2 separate regions of the Danio rerio genome follow, and region 1 is linked to region 2. The links are chromatin contacts, called in public Micro-C maps. All regions are on one chromosome and are shown on one strand. The core of a region is the stretch at or near the end of the contact, and the rest is flanking DNA. Distances in the headings are between cores, read along the strand shown.

Region 1 (6,290 bases), core at 1,823-4,322, 220 kb before region 2:
CACCGGCTTGGAGAGCAGCTAGCCGAGCAGAGGGCCTTCCACTGCAGCATGCTGGGAATGATGGACCGCCAGATCCAGGTACTGGAGCAGCTCTCCAATTTCACCAGGAACCACCAGCCCAAGGTCAAAACCCCAGAGATAGACTCCTCAGTCAGTCTGACCGTGCATGAAGCTCAAACGCAGACTCTTGAATCATGTCCCACGTTTATCTTGCCCAAAACCGAACCAACAGATGCTCCTTGGAAGGTTTCAGTCCTGGAAGTCCACAAAAGGTCTCCTTCTGAACCGACAATTGAAAATGAGATTTCTCAAACCATGGAAGAACGCAACAAAAACGCCTCTAGTCCACCTTCTTTAGAGATTTCATCTTTAACCAAGAACGCTATTGTGCAGAATGGGCTGTGTAAGCATGATTGAGTGCTTGGGTTGTTATGCATTTGATAGGAACTCTTTTGTCATGTAGATGTTTCAGGAGTGCAATATCTGAAACATCAGCAGAATACGTGTTTTTCTTTCAGTTTCATAGGAAAGTATTTGGTGCTCTGATGTTTTAATCAGTAACACTTTGGAGAACTACAACAATAGACTCATTGTTATTATTTATTTAGTCTGGGTTGTTTGCGAACTAACACTTGATGTGTATTTTAGATGGTAAGTCATTCAGCAGTGACTGATTTGAAATCACAGTTTGGACCAAGGTAGATTTTTGTCCGTAATCATCTAGCATTATCTGAGAAAAAGTCGCTGGTAAGCTTAAAGATGTGTAAAAGTATGAGCTTCTTCCAGTCAGATTTGGGACACACCTCAAGGCTGATTTTAATGAAAGGCTGTGTGTCGTCATCAATTTAATCATCTAATCTCAACTCGTATGTGATTTAGTATGAACTGTTAATTTCAATAACTGCTTGCCTCTTATTATAAAGTAATATTTCACTGATGTGTGGTGTCATACTGTTTTTATACATGCAAACATTTTGGGTAACGGCACTAATTCTTTCTCATATATGGGGTACTGACAATCTATTTTTATGTTCAATATGGGTACTCTATCAAAATGTTAGTTTAAGAGTCAAGCCAAAACACAGCTAGTAAAAGTAAAATACACTTGTAATCATATCAGCAACTTATACTATTAATGTGTGGATTATGTTTGTAATTTATCTATTTGTATGTCTCCCTCTCTCTCTTGACCATCAATCAAATGAGCTAGCTAGCTAGCTAGATAATCGTATGAAAATTAGCAATGGTTTCACTACAAAAAATAATAGAAACATACATGTAAATAATATAACAGTAACAATTTAAACACTAAAATAAAAAATATGGTAACCAACCATAAATTCACCATTATTTTTGCTACACTTACCATGGTTTAAGCAAGGTATTTGTACTTAAGCATCAGGTATGTAATCAGTGAGGCAAAAAGGCGTTTTCTACCGTTCTAATATAATAAATCTAGTAGGCAAATTTTTGTAAGGATTTAATTTTTTTTAATTAACATTACTAACAGGGAACACATAAATCATTGATTTGTGCTAATATTGTGTGACCTGAATACAAATGATACATATTCATTGTACAATTAATAACACACGTTACAAAAGCTAAGGAAAAAAAAACAATACATGAAAGAAAACAAATATTTAAAGAAAATAAAAATATATAAATACGTATGAAAAAATAAAACATAAATATCTCAAACTATACTAGAATTATGAGAGTGTTACAAAGTTTTAAGTCAATACAAAATGTTCTAAAATTAGGCAAACACTGAATAACTCTACCTACATTTGTAGGCCACAAAAAGTAAAAAATGTAAACACATTGTCCAGCTCCTTACAATTCAAAATGTGTCGTCAATTTCCCCCTCCAAAAAAATTAGGTTGTCACAAAATAAAAAAAGAGGTGGCGCAGTAGGTAATGCTGTCGCCTCACAGCAAGAAGGTCGCTGGTTTGAGCCTCGGCTGGGTCAGTTGATGTTTCTGTGTGGAGTTTGCATGTTCTACCTGCATTTGCGTGGGTTTTCTCCAGGTGCTCCGGTTTCTCCCACAGTCCAAAGACATGCGCTATAGGTGAATGGGGTAGGCTAAATTGTCCGTAGTGTATAAGTGTGAAGGAGTGTGTATGAATGTTTCCCTGTGATGGGTTGCAGCTGGAAAAGCATCCGCTACGTAAAAACATATGCTGGATAAGTTGGCGGTTCATTCCGCTGTGGCTACCCCATATTAATAAAGGGACTAAGCCGAAAAGAAAATGAAAGAATTAATAAAAATCAAAAAGTTTTTTGTAAGCTGAGATGACAAGCCAAGATATTTCTGTCCAAAATTATTCTACAAAATTGCATTCTAAAATAAATGCACTTTTTTTCCAGATTAGAACATAATGTGCATTGCGATGAGTTGTTTATATTAAATTTAGATAATAAAGAATTACTGGAATAGTATTTATGAAGGATTTTAAAATAAAGTTATTAGGTTTCCCAGAGATGGGTTGCGGCTGGAAGGGCATTCGCTGCGTCAAAACGTGCTGGATAAGTTGGCCGTTCATTCCACTGTGGCGACCCTGGATTAATAAAGGGACTAAGCCGAAAAGAAAATGAATTAAGTAATTCTTAGGCACTAAAAACTTGATACCAGGCCAAAGTTTAATGGTGGAAAGAACCGGGTAATTTAATTTCCACTTATGAAAAAGCTTTCAGTTACAAGCTAGACATATTTACAAAATTTCTAAATGTACCACATTTAATATTTTATAAGGATATTTTTGTTAACTAGCAAATGTTATGTAGCCTATTGATGCTACTGTTTAAAGAGATAGTAGTATTTTCTTTAATACTTTTAAAAGAAGTCCTGTCAAGGTTGCATCCGTTTAACACAGTAAAGACTCAAGTATTTAAATGGTAATTTTGTGAAACATCATAAAAATAATGTGTAATTTGAGGGAAGAAAAATGAAAGCGTCAGATATTCCCGTGTTTTCCTCCACTACAGCAGGTGGCAGTATTGGTTGTCAGAATCGGCGCTACAGCAGGAGAACTGAAGACGGACAAGTGTTTGGTTCTTTATAAATGTATTTTTATTCCACACCTGAAGATACGTGCAAGCAGTAAGTAATTTTAAAAGTGTTTACGCTGACGCCACATCATATTTACGGCCAACTAATTGAGCGAGTATCGTTAAATATCGATAGATGTGCAGAATAGCATTAGCTGATCTGTTTGAGCAGAAGTCAACAGTTCTACAGATGCACATTTCTATGTGCTGTGAGTTTTTAGCATTACGTATCAGTTATTTATTTTCAATGTAGTCTTTAAATGAAAAGAGTGATTTAATTATTATTTAAACAAAACGTTACAGTGAAGACACAATTGCACAGCTCTTCTAGCATTTGGCATGGAAAGACCCAGCTTCATATTTTCAGGAATAGACACAATTGAATATTTGAATAAACGAATACGTGTAAAGAATATTTTGTTTTTATTATGCTTTTCTATTCTGCTCTTAGTTTACTTAAATCTATATTTATTCCTGTATGCATTTAAATGCTTATTCAAATATTGTGACATTATGAAGCAACAACTGTCATCTCTTCAGTAAACATAGTGAGAGATAGAAATAAAAGAGGCAGTTGGTTTTAAAATGTCTGATCTTCAGTGTGAGCCTTTACAGATGTTTGAGGATCTTCCTGTGGATGTTGTCTTTCAGGTATGGCAGATGACGCTCTGTTTGAGTTCCTCCACATGGAGATTGTTGCTCATGTTTACAAAGAGCAGGCGACCCGTGATGACATTGATAAGGTACCATGTTTTCTTTTCTTTAATAATTATGTCATGTTGTCTTGTTTACTTGTGTCATTCATACTGGGATTTGCTTTCTTCAGGAGCGAGTGACGTGTGTTTCTACTCTAGAGTTGATGGGCTTCAGAGTTGGACAAGGACTTATTGAAAGGTATTGTGAGTTTTACATGTTGTTTATACATGCACTGAAGTATAATTCTTTTAAGTCACAGTTTATAAACCTGTTTCCTCTCCAATATTTAAAACAATTTATCCAACGCAATTTCGTTTTACCCTTCTTAAAAAATATATATTTTCTTTAAGTTACAATTCATTTTTTTTTTTTTACTTCTACATTAACATTTATGCATGATATCTTAGAATCTGTAACAATGAATATGAACCAAAAATTCTTTTCAGGCATAAATACAGCAAGAGTCATTTGATGATAAATTTAAGGATCACAGTGGAGCCCCAAACACTTATTTAAAATCTTTATATTTTGCCAGTATTTTTTATTTTTTATATTTTCCAAAACCACTAGATTTGACCTATTTATCAGCAAGATGGCCCCTTTTTCTTTTATAAATTTTACAGAGGTCAGAATAAATGTTTTTTCTTTTTTCTATTTTTTTACATGACTGTATTTGTCACTGTCAATGACGATGGATCAGATATTATTGTACCCATATTACGAATATTTATTTCCACATAACATATATACACACACACACACACACACACACACACACACACACACACACACACACACACACACACACACAGTTGAAGTCTGAATTATTAGCTCCCTTGTTTATTTTTCCCACCAATTTCTGTTTAACAGAGGGAACACTTTTTTTTTCAACACATTTCTAAACATAATAGTTTTATTTTATCTTTGATATGATGAAAGTAAATAATATTTAACTAGATAATTTTCAAGACACTTCTATACAGCTTAAAGGGTTTTTAAAGGCTTAACTGGGTTAATTAGGTTAACAAGGCAGATTAGGGTAATTAAGCAAATTATTGTATAACGATGGTTTGTTCTGAAGACTATCGAAAAAAAATATATAAAATATAAAATATAGTTTAAAGGGGCTAATAATTTTGACCTTAAAATGTTTTTTTTTTTTTTAATTAAAAGCTTTTATTCTAGCCAGAAAGAAAACCCAAATAAGAAAATAATCAAAGGGGGGCTTAAGAACTCCGTTTTGTGAGCAAATAAGTCACTGTTATGTTTTATTATTAGAGGATAGCACACAAGCTTCCGTTTGAATCTAACAATGCCATGACTCTGCTCATGTTTTTCAAAAGGTTTACAAAAGACTGCCCCACTTTCAAAGATGACTTGGACATAATGAAGTTCGTATGTAAAGACTTCTGGAGCACTATCTTCAAAAAACAAATCGACAACTTGAGGACCAACCATCAGGTCTCAATGTTCAGTACTATCTTTATAAGAAGAATAGAGACAACTACTACCTCATTTGATGAAGTTCACAAATAATAATAAAACCTTCTATCACATATATATTTTGTCACAAAAAATAAATGATTGAATGAAAATTAATCATTTGATAATAATCAAATGATCAACTTACAATCTGTATTCAAGGAATGTTTAAGAACTCTGTTTACTACCAAGGAAGTATCACATTTTTTTTTTTTTAAATGAATGAATCAGCCAAAAAAAAAAAAAAAAGTTAAATACTTTGTGTCACGTTTTGGATGTTTTAAAACATCAGATGTCATTTTGCATAAAATCTGAAAAATGTTTTGTATAAGACATTGCACATGAAATCAGCTGATACTTTAACAAAGAGTTTTTTTTAGGAATATTTATCTATTTTTCATTTGTTACATTATGTTTTGTCATGTTTAATGCTTTACATGATAAAACATACTTTCATCATTTTACAAATGGTTCTCAAGTGCATAACAATGCATAATAGATAAATAATGTACATAATTAAGCAAAACAACACAATTGTTGAAATCAGCAGCCCAAAAGAAGTAAGAACACATTTCGTTTAGTAAATATGATGCAGCTTAGTGTATTGTAAATGAAGAGTTCACACAAACATGAAGGTTCTATCATCGTTTACTGGTTTCGAAACTGAGTTTTTTTTTTCTACTAAACACAAAATTATATTCTGAGGAATGTTGTTAAAAAGCATTTTTTTCTTCTAATATAAAAGTCAATTTCTAGTTTTGTCAAACATTATTTAATATCTTCCAATGTGTAACTCATAAATGTTTAAAATCGTTTGAGTGTTATTAAATAAAGGCAGTTATTTTTTTTTCTCAATAATTGTTTAATTTGCAACACATTTTAATATGACTGTAATGTCTTTGCTCTAGGGCACATACGTCTTGCAGGATAATAAGTTTGCACTACTCACTCAGTTTTCCAGTGGAAAGCAATACCTTGAAGAGGCCCCTAAAGTGAGTATCATTTCTATATATTATTTATATTAAATCAGATATTTCATTCCACCTTGAGAAATGCGGTC
Region 2 (5,873 bases), core at 258-2,757:
TACAGAGTTTGTACTGCATTCTTCTTCAATCATAGCAAGTTTCAACCTATATTATAACATTACTGAGACTGCCAGGGCCACAAACATGACGATAAAGGGAACAAGTGATCTTTGAAAATGACCATCTGAATAGATCTATAATACTTCTATGCTTGAAATCTTTGAAATTAAAAAAATAAATAAAAAATTGTCACATTCACTGAGAGAAATTAGGTAGAAGGTAATATTTCTAGTTTTAACATTGTTTGTTTCTGGCAAGGGTGTAGATTTGGACTTGACAATGGTGGGGAAATACATACCTATAGCACATAAATAGAACAACACAAACTCTCTTTTGTGTTATTTTAAATATAAATAAAAGCTTTGAACACTTAATAATAGGAATAATAATTAATGAAGGACATTTCATGCTGCAGAAGTTAATTTTGTGTTTTACTGTAATCTGGTTTTGAGGAGGTATGAATGCAGAGAAATTTAAAGGGCACATGATGCAATTAGCTAAACCACTTCATACTTATTATTATTATTTTCATAATCATGAAAGCCAAAATCAAAACTGAATTCCTTGGTTCATATTATTATGGTGAACTCCAATTGAACTTACCTTTAAAATCTTGTCAAAAATGATGTCTACATCTTGTACAGTGAACAGCGACAGGAAAAGTTCCTTGTTTTGGCGATTCTCACATCCAAACGTAATTACAGCTGTCATTAACAGCATAAATAAACCCAGCCAATCACACTGTCCTTATGTGTTTGTGGGAGAGAGGACAAGACACCATAATTTAACTCTATATGCATGCCAACTAAGGGCTGACAGAGCTTTTTATTTTATTTTATTTTTTTGAAGGTGATTAAATTATTGGTGGGAACATTTCAGTAGTTGCTGGATATTGGTGGGGACACTTCCCCTCCATCCATGCCAAATTGCCCTTGATTTCTGGACATTGCTGTTTAAAAGAAAGAAGCGAGCCACGTTCCGTTTTTATTACTGAAAATGGATCCAATTAAATAATTTATTCACGTAGCCACCTTAAAATCCCAATAGCTATCTTTGGAAGTGAACCACATGAATTTAAAGTGTAAGATACTCACCCACTACCTCACTTTCCCTTATTTTTCCCTTACTTATCATGGGACTACCAGTTTAGAAAAAAAATGTAACAGAAAAATGAGTTAGGAAGCAAAATCTCAATACATATTAAGATATCTTGAGTTACAGACATGCAAACTTCAGAACATTTAACACAAATAAAGCACCCGTTCTCATTTTCGAATAGTCACAATAGTCATGTCAACATATTTTTACTAGTCCAACCAATTTCTTGCTGCCAACTTTCTAAAGTAATATCCCCTGGCTCCAAATTGCATGTTATATCAATGTGAACTCAATTTACTAAATAGTTCATTCATCTAAATTAAGTATGGTGCAGCTCAGCCTAACAGTAGACGCATTAGCATTTAGCTTATGATTAGATGATTTATTTTTTCTGACAAATTCACAAACACAGGCATTCAAGAACATGTAGTCCTTTCAAATTCTAATTTGTTGTGAGATTCAAAGAATAGGCAGTGTCTATAAAGACAGGCAAGGCTTATTGTAAACGTATGAGTAAAAACGTGCTTCGTTGTGGCTTCAATTGTTGTCATCAGACTGGAAATAGTCATCCCAGGGTCAAACAGCAGAGGGCAGTGATGCTCTTTCTTTTTTCCAGTAGGAAACCATCTGCTCTTGGGAGTTTTCTTGCAGATGTATGGCACACTCCAGTGATGCCTACTGTAGATCCACAATAAATAGACAGAATTACAACACCTGTAACTCATTTTCATATTCATTTCCCATCTCACGGAGCGTTTGTTTGTTTATTATTTATATATTTGCTTGACTGTGTTGCCAGGTAGCAAAAGTGACATAACCTCATTTCTATTAAGCATTTTCCACAGATTTTTATTTTTTTATTTTTTTGCCTTAAACGTTGACAGGAGAGAGGACAAAAAAGTTAAATTAAATGTAAGGCTATGCTAATAATCACCAAATAACAACTAATAAAATCAAATTTAAATGCTTAAAATTTTATAAAACACAAATAAAATGAACCTTAAAATAAGGTCCCGTATAATAGCACTAGTTGACTGTTGCATTAACTAATATGAACTTTCAATCAAGTCATGAAATGTTGTATTTTATTAACCTTTACATTTAATAAAATAGTTTGTTGTGTTAGCTCATCTTATATTTCTATGTTAACAGATACCTCATTTTAACAAAAGTGTTCCACTAATTGTTGAGAAACATTACTATGAATAAATGCCATACAAGTATTGTTCATTGTCAGTTCAGGGTGGTTATCTAATGTTAACATGTTATTTTGTGTTATGTTTGAGGTTGCCCATTTTGTTTTTGAGGTATCTTACTATGTTTACATTCTTCTAAAGTCAAAAAATCACTTTCAATTATTTATAATATATATTTTACATCACCTCATTTCTCAAAGAGCAACATTTCTTTTGAAGATTCTTTTGAAATTTTGTTCGTCCAAAACCACTTCCCTTGAGTCTTCTCTGCTCTGTTTGGTTTCATGGCCCAAATGTGTTGCGATTGGCTGCCTGTTTACAGTGCGACTCAGAAACCAATTACAGCATCTCTCACCATCCGAATTTCAGTTCAGACATCATGCATTCCATTGGAAAGTAGGGTTGGTTTTGATTTTATGTCGGTTTGAGCCTGTGTCCAATAATGTATGACTTGTCCAAATTCGGCCCAGGAGGGCCAGTATTCTGGAGAGTTTAGCTCCAACCCCAATCAAAAACACATGACCTAGCTAGTCAAGCTCTTACTAGATATACAAGATTGCGCTAAACCAAGCTGAAGCTAAACTCAGCAGAACACTGGCCCTCTGGGACCAAGTTTGGACACCCCTGACTTAAAGAACGCCAACCTGATTTTATCAAGTAGGACATGTTCCTCGATTAATATCTATGTTGATCCTGGAACAACATTCCAATCAGCCAATCAGAAATAAGGAATACATTTACCATGTGTTAGGTTAAAATGCACTTCTACATTATTGTTATCTATCATTCTCCTCTGATTTGGGTAATAATTTACAGCTATGTTTGGGTTAAAGGGTAGAAAATAGGTATGGATTACATTTTCGAACAAAAATGTTTGTTCCAGGATCAACACAGATGTTAATCCAGGATTGTATCACACTTGACATGTGCTAAATCATGGCATGTGCAAGTTATTCACCTCCAACCTCCATGATTTAAACAGGGAGCTTAACAGAGGTATTTCTAAGGTACATTCTGATATGATATTCTTCTTCATCAGCATTAGCAAATTTATCAGGGGATGTTTAAAACTAAAATTCTACCAAAAAGTACAAACACAATGCCTTCCAAAAACAGGCACCCTTAATAAATATGAGCAAATAAGACTGAAAAAAGTGTGTAATTTAATCTTTTACTAAAATCTTAACAAGATGAAGTAATTTGAATTTGTTTTTGAATAAGAGTAAAAATCTTTTCTCCAATTTGTTTCCTGAATCCCTTAAAGAATCCCAAACAATTTGTCGTGATGTTGGTGATTTCAAATTGTTGTATGAGACATTTGACTAAATTTTACAGAGATTTTTTTTCATACCTCCAGCAGTGCAAAACAGACACACACACACCACACATGCATTTTTAGTGTTTCTATCCATCTGTCCATCCATGCATCCATCCACCCATTCGTCCGTCCATCCATCCATCCATCCATCCATCCATCCATCCATCCATCCATCCATCCATCCATCCATCCATCCATCCTTCCATCCTTCCATCCATCCCAGGATCCATTCTCTCAAGATGTTCAACAAGCAGTTAAATTGCTTTGTGTAATGCATTTAATTTAATTTACTTTACGAAGCATTCAGAAAAAGCTTAAGCACAAGCTTAATCCTGACATTGGTAAGCAGACATTGTTTGCGGGCAGCCAATGAAGACCACAGGCTGGCATTATGCTAACGAGTTATGGATCTAAGTAGATCAATTAAGGAAATGCAACTAAAATCTAAGACAACTCATTTCAACAGGTCAGAATCAATTGTTTCCTTCAGTAGACAATAGCTTTATTTGTCGCTTTACGAAAGTAATAGTAAGAAACATTCAATAAAAGAATGCATAATTTAGCATTTGAGATACAATTAACTGCAACCAAAACAACATTAGGTAATTGATTACAATATATTACAAATTACTGATTACTACTTGAATATTGTAATCTGATTACATTACTAATTACTTCATGCAAAAGTAATCAGATTACTTATTACTTTAAAGTACTACACTTTTAAAACACATGAAACCTATTTTAAAATATATGAAACCTACTTTACTTTTAAAACATATAAAACATATAAACTGCAGCTCTTTCAGTAATTTCATATTCACTGAAAAATGCTATAATTGCTTGATTAAACCAGCTTAACATTTGATATTTTGATATTCAAAATACTCAGAGTTCACTCAAAACTTAAACTTCTCCCATCGTTTACTTTTTCCATCCTGTTTGTCTTTAAAAAAAAAAAAAAAATTGAAGAAAACTGGATACCTGAAACCATTGACATCCATAGTATGAAAAAAAACTGCAGTGTTTGAGTGTTTTGTGTTTGTTTGAGGTAATTTGTCTACCGAAATGTGCATATTCCAAAGTATGAAGCTGACCGGTCAGTTCTTGTCATGTGACATGCGGTTTTTAAGTGGGTGCACATGGGAAATGCAAATGAAAATGCGCTGCCAATATGCATGCAATACATGAACGGCCCCATAATCAGCTATGCTTCTCTTCACATTCAGAAGGTACCTTCAATCCCAATGCTGCACACAAATTCAATGTATCCCGTTTAGGCTGAGTTGGGCTGCCGTGTTTTTAGGCCCCGGTGTCTTTCTTGGTGACGAGTAATGTTGTAGAATGCTTTCTGTTCTAGTGCTTGAACAAGTTGTTGGTCAAGATAAGAGCAGCTAAAAGTTTGCATCAATATTTTTGTATTTATGTTCAATTAAATCAAAGCTATGTCTTTATTTCCACTTGATGAAACAGCCACTCTCGACAGCAACCATTTCAGCTCGCATTTTCCAGCAATTTAAAACCCTATTAACTGATGTTGCAGCAGAAAACGTGATTTGAAAGAATAATAATAAAAAAATTGTATTGTATGTAATGCAATTACTTTAGTAACTGTAATAAAATTACTGCGCATTACTGTGTTCCTAATTTTTTTTTTAGAATACAGTAGCGCGATAATGTGCAATATGTTATTTATTTAATTTTATTCTGAACACAAAAGGATATGGCAAACCCACCAAACTAATTATGTCTAGTTTAAAGCACATTATGTAAGATATTTTGAATAAAACAACCGAAAACCACGAAAATAGTTATATATTTTGCTGACTTATGCATTTGTATTATCCCAAATGTTTTGAAGAATGTTTAAATCGAGAGAAATTAACTAGTGACACAAGCTGTGTCCATCCACCATGAGAATGTTGTTAAATACCCTCGATTTCCAGGGTCAAACAACAAAGACCCTTTTAATATGTAATGACTGCACAGAGCAGAATTATAACAGATCCCTTATAATGTGTTTAGTATGCTAAAACAGCACTGCTTTTTCCTGACATGATCACAATAAAAGAAATGTAAGCTGTGAACTGTAGCATAATAAAAGCTCGGCTGTTTTCATGCCGCATCATGCCTCAATGGCTTTCAGCTTTACTCTGCTTCATACTACCATGATAATACCAACCGAGGCTCATTCTGAAAACGTAGTCCTGCAGACGTTTCTGGACACCGCGGAATACGTCCCGGGAGGTATGTACGGCTA

What was found. Hi-C and Micro-C count contacts between places; a contact is called where the count stands out from the background.
Region 1: a Micro-C map of caudal fin shows a contact between it and region 2, with 3 times the contacts expected there. The contact joins the promoter of trappc6bl here to the enhancer-like site in region 2. A contact is called at or near these places in 3 of 18 Hi-C or Micro-C datasets (caudal fin, embryo and hematopoietic stem cells) and 1 of 4 datasets of contacts at active chromatin or transcription factors (embryo).

The regions. Positions count from the first base shown.
Region 1 is chr15:16,110,032-16,116,321 of GRCz12tu, reverse strand. It overlaps trappc6bl (trafficking protein particle complex subunit 6B, like), which reads left to right and starts at 3,072. Exons shown (of 7, transcript NM_200661.1): 1 at 3,072-3,104; 2 at 3,704-3,795; 3 at 3,879-3,946; 4 at 5,092-5,209; 5 at 6,139-6,222. The coding sequence starts at 3,706. si:ch211-116o3.5 reads left to right here. Exons shown (of 4, transcript NM_001305574.1): 4 at 1-1,272. The coding sequence ends at 417.
Region 2 is chr15:15,891,160-15,897,032 of GRCz12tu, reverse strand. No RefSeq gene overlaps it. Among named protein-coding and RNA genes, the nearest start is that of zgc:162730, 120 kb to the left of the region's middle. Within about 2 kb of position 1,507, at least 2 of the 62 cell types and tissues checked have an H3K27ac peak or open chromatin away from gene starts, as enhancers often do. A contact at or near this core is called in caudal fin, where this site is marked.